Regions from separate parts of the Danio rerio genome. Here region 2 is linked to region 1. A link is a contact called in public HiCAR-type data. All regions are on one chromosome and are shown on one strand. The core of a region is the stretch at or near the end of the contact, and the rest is flanking DNA. Distances in the headings are between cores, read along the strand shown. Region 1 has its middle 210 kb from the start of sall1a. Region 2 overlaps sall1a (spalt-like transcription factor 1a).

Region 1 (2,567 bases), core at 24-2,523:
AGCGCCGTTTTCACTGCAAGAACAGCCAAGAGAACTTTAAGAATCTCTTCCAATTAACTTCACGAAAATGACTGCAGTGTGTAATGACAACTTCCCCCTAATTGTAACTTTAAAATAGAGTTGCAGTGCTCCAAAGATACACTCCATTAGCTGTCAGCGAAGAGAAAAGTGGTGACAGAACTGCCACACAATCAACAGTTAGAAGACAGCCAAACTGTGAAGAGCCCCTTCTGAACCCAGTGAGTGAGAGATTGGTTTTAAACTGTTAAAATCATTGGCAACATGCAGATGAATGTCGAGAGAGAGAAAGAGGCTGCCACAAAACATACAAACACACCGGCATACTGTACACACAGACGTGAGTATTCGACGCCTTATTTGATTTAAAAACCAATGCTGTACTGAATCTATTTTTTTTAATCGATTAGATTTAAGTAGATTTAACAATGTGTGTATTTGTAAAATAATTTCAGGGATATAATAATAAATGTTAACTTTTGAATCAAGTAACAGAAAACAAATATTAATATATTTCTTGTTCACATTTCCAGACTTTCAGAATAAATAAATAATTACTTAATATTTACTATACACTATGGACATTATTTTTATATTATTTTTACATTATTATATATTTTTTTACACCTGTTTGTTAAGTCTTTTTAGCTGGTATGCCATCATAACCTGTCAATTTACCCTCAACTCAATTATGTGTGTGTTGTGTGTGACCATGTACAGTATACATGCTTTTCTATTGTGTGTGAAATCTTAATTATGAGTCATCCTATAGATATAAATATAAACAAAAATCATTCATCAACATTTTGAAACTATAAATGCATCCTATTATCTGGCTAGAATTAAGATTAGATTAGAAATGGAAGACGATTTACCCAACAATGATGTATTGAATATAATATAAGTACTAAGTAATATTAACCATTACAACAGTAACAAGATTGTAGGTCATCAATACTTTTTGTTGTTGCCATTTTTTTGTCGTAGGCCTCACATTGTACACACCTCTCTTACACACTGCATTCAGTAAAGACACTAAACGTAAATACACACCTCTCTCTCCTCTGCATACTGAGAACTCCATGATACCGGTGCTCGACGCCGCATCACTGCTCGACTGCCCCTCACTCTCCCCGAGACCAACAACAATTTCTTTTCTTCTCTCTTTTCCTGCTTCTCTCTCTCGCCCCTTTCTCTTTCTATCTCTTTTTAAGAGTCAGTGTCACAGAACGAGACTTTAAATGCTGCTGCATCACACACACATTCACAGCGTAAAAGAGAGGGAGAGAGTGAGTGTGTGTGGGAGAAGAAACAGAGTAAAAGTCAGAAAATAGTCAAATATCGTAATCTGTATTGATTTTATTTCTTAAATCATATAATTTGTTCAAATTTATACCATGACATAAACAGGAAATCTACACTTAGGCCAGGAAGTAATTAGAAAACGCAAAACACACATACACACAAACAGATATGTATACATGTTTACGTACACTAATATCTATTTCTTACTTTCATACAGTACGTCAACTCAGTTTATATATATATGTGTGTGTGTGCGTGTGTGTGTTCGTGTGTGTGAGAGAGAGAGAGGAGTCAAAGACATGGGTACCGGGAAGCAGTACGAAGCTTGTTCTCTCTAAGCTTTAAAAGTTTGATAGAGAAGATGCAGCAGCACCACCTTCTGGTAAACAAAGGTATAAAGGGCAAAAAGACACCAGACCTATGAGCTTCATAGAAAAAGTAGTCCGAAAAAAGTGTGAAAGATCATTGATATATAAAACTTTCCAGTGATTATATTAAATGATACTCTTCGCCATTTTCATCATCACATAATGAAAACAGAAAGCTTTACCTAGACCCCACCAAGCCGTGCATTCATATTTCTTTGCCTCCCCCTCTCTATTCCAGCTGCGGTTAGAATAGAGGGATGTAAATAATCATCTGTGTGTCTCACCCCCATTTCCTACAGAGGATCTCCTGCCCTCTAATAACAACTTAATCAGTGTGATTACACATTCATCACCGTGTGTGTGTGTGTACCATGTGTGTGTGTGTGTGTGTGTGTGTGCTTTTGAAAAAGGGGGGCTGGTTGTTTTAGTTGGGAAATGAAATATTTGGGACCAGGTCCTATGGCCTGAGAGAGGACAGCAAGTCACATGGCAGCTGTATAAACACTGGGAATGTTCTGCGGACAGGTACAAGAGAGACTCCAAATTTGCAACAGCCCAAAACCATTAAGGTGCAACGGAAAAGAATGAATGGACGGCTCATATTGAAAACATGAATGATTAATTATTGAAAATACGACAGTAATGGGGTTGCCATGGCTAGCAGGGAATCCAAAATAAGAGAAAGCAATGGCACTTTTCATGCTTGAACGAGAGTTAATGTATTCAGTTTTAAATATATGAGAACTTTGCACGCAAGTGTGCGTACAGTATGTGTGTGTGATCAACAGAAGCAGCTATTAACTATTAATTTTATTATCATTGCTTTTTTTTGGTTTGAGAAAAATAATTTTAAACCATAAATACCAATCTAGAAAA
Region 2 (2,567 bases), core at 45-2,544, 220 kb before region 1:
TGCACTACATACAGCATACTGACACATTTTCCTATAGCAATCTTTAAATAAAAAATAAAAAATAAAAAAATAAATAAACAAACAAAATAAAAAATAATAAATAAATAAATAAATAAATAAATAAATAAATAAATAAATAAATAAATATGGTCATCAATGGTAGATCAACTGAAAGTTACACTCAGTTCATCTCTATGTTTTTATAAACGATAATGCCATGCAGGGAAAGGTAACAGGGTTTATTATAGCATTAGTAGTAATTATTGTTTAATATTCAGGTCATTCTTTCATTTTGTGATCTGACTAGGGAGACTTTTCAGGTGTTTTTGACTTTTCTATAATTGTCTGCTTCATACAAATAATTTCATAGAATGTTTCATTTGTTTAAATCCCATTTCAAGATGCCTTTGTATTTTGATTGTTTTAAATAAAAGGACAATTCACACTCTATTAGGTAATGTTTATAATATTAACCATTTATAATTGTAATAATCATAGCACAAATAAATGATGACTAATAATAAATGTAATCTTTCATTATCAGAGCAGAAGCAGACAAAAGGTAACATGAGCTTTTGAATAAAAATAAAGACTAAAACTAATCTTTAAATAACATAATTTTAATGCAATGCATGAACATATGTTAAAGCGTATTTATCTATTTATTATATTTGTTAATTTGTTTGTTTGTTTTTAAGATAATGAATCATAGTTAAATTAAAAAAGGTTTGATCACAAAAACTAAGAACTGAATTGGAATAAACTACAGTATATTTTATTGACTTATTATCCTATTCAACTATTAGTTATTATTATTAATGTAAGAAAATGTTTTCCAACCCACCAAAATGGTAATTTTCATATGGTCTGAACAGACGGCCATTCGTTGAAATTATTTATTATTGCCATTATTATTATTATTATTATTATTATTATTATTCAAGCTGTTTTAAATGGACGTTTCGATATTAACATAACATGATAAATTATTTCCTTGTTTATCAGGCTAATATTCGATATGACTCATTGCAAATAACAGAGAAACAATCAATTTACTTTAACCATTTATTATTAAGAAATGCCAGTAATAACGTTTGGCGACATTAACGGAAATAAGAAATGTTTTCGCCTAAGAACAAAGTTTAACAAGAGAGAATCAAATCACTTTTATATGAAACACCGCATGAGAAATGTCATTAACTGAAAACTTTAGAGCGACGGTGTGAATGAAGAGCGCGCGCGCTGTCACCGCGGAATCCGGAAACTGACGAAGTGTCCAAACAAAGCGCCTGTCGCGGCTCCTCAAAGAAGGAGCACAGATTGAGAGGGGCGGGACCCTCTGCCGCTCCCGGACTGTTTGCAAGGGTCATTTAGCATCGCGATCTTGTAAATATTGGGGAATTTAGCCAGCTATAAAATCCGGGGAGGAGGCGGCGTAGGGCGAGAGGATGAGAGCCTCGAATTAACAGATCCTGCGTTTCAGGAAGTGCAATGGTGTGTTAAATTAAATGCAGCTGGTGAAAAAGCAGGACATATATTTTATGTTAAACGATGATAGATTGATGGTTATTATTTTGATTTTTAAAGCCCACTCTTCATCAGTGACATTTACTTTAAGAGTTTACAGCCTAAATGTTTTAAAAGTGGCTGAATACGTACAGAGAATCAATATTAAAACTATAACAATAAAGCACCTGCATAAAAGGATATTTTAAGCCTTTGCTGGTGAGGACAAAACCTTGCTTTAGATGCAGAGGCGGAAGCAAATGTCGCTTTTGTACCGCATAAAATTAGAAGAATGTGCTAAATTGTTGTTCTATATAAAATGTTTAAAGTAACATTTAAAGCAAAAAGAAAAATCTAGATAAAACATAACATTTACGGAGGAGCCTAATTTTACAGACTTCATCTAAAAACCTACCCCATTCATTTAAAGAAAACGGCTTAACCTACATGAAAACTTTCCCTTATGAGACAGGAACGGTGAACCAATCCATCTAAACAAACGCTGAAAGAAAGGGGCTTCTAAAACGATCGATTGTTTAATTAAAGATGCTGAAGCCTGTCAAGAGGCAGAATGATGAACTCAGAAATGTGACTTACAGCCGAGCTGCATGTGTTTTAATGAAGCGCTCTGTAATTGCATTTGCATCCTGACGGACGCGGTCTGACACGTTGAAGTTAAATATGTAACCGACTTTGGATTAACATTTCACACGTTTAATGCACTCTGTCGGGAGAAGAAATCCATAGTCCATCAGCCAAAAGAAATTCTACCCGAGGTAAAAACAGGATATCGACTGGGCAACCTCAACATTTTTTAAATGAAAAAATACTTACATAATTTAAACACTTAAGATGGATGAACAAACTCGAGAGAGAGAGAGAGAGAGAGAGAGAGAGAGAAACAAATAAATCATCAAGGCCGACACTCTTTCTTTTGGAAAACTGATGTATTTGATTATTAGAGTAAAGAATTACAGTAACGTAGTTGTTAGTAGGTATTAAACTGTAGAGAAACTGGGCCCTAAAAGATCTTCCAACTTTTCAAGAAAGTGCATGTAACA

Evidence for each region. HiCAR-type assays count read pairs that join an accessible place to other places.
Region 2: a contact with region 1 is called in a HiCAR-type map of caudal fin, with 6 times the contacts expected there. The contact joins two enhancer-like sites. A contact is called at or near these places in 1 of 18 Hi-C or Micro-C datasets (embryo) and 1 of 4 datasets of contacts at active chromatin or transcription factors (caudal fin).

What each region holds. Positions count from the first base shown.
Region 1 is chr7:37,375,612-37,378,178 of GRCz12tu, reverse strand. It overlaps a transcript of sall1a not described here. Among named protein-coding and RNA genes, the nearest start is that of sall1a, 210 kb to the left of the region's middle. Within about 2 kb of position 1,273, at least 6 of the 62 cell types and tissues checked have an H3K27ac peak or open chromatin away from gene starts, as enhancers often do. A contact at or near this core is called in caudal fin, where this site is marked.
Region 2 is chr7:37,599,263-37,601,829 of GRCz12tu, reverse strand. sall1a (spalt-like transcription factor 1a) reads right to left here. Exons shown (of 3, transcript NM_001146014.1): 3 at 2,433-2,567. Among named protein-coding and RNA genes, the nearest start is that of sall1a, 15 kb to the right of the region's middle. Within about 2 kb of position 1,294, at least 14 of the 62 cell types and tissues checked have an H3K27ac peak or open chromatin away from gene starts, as enhancers often do. A contact at or near this core is called in caudal fin, where this site is marked.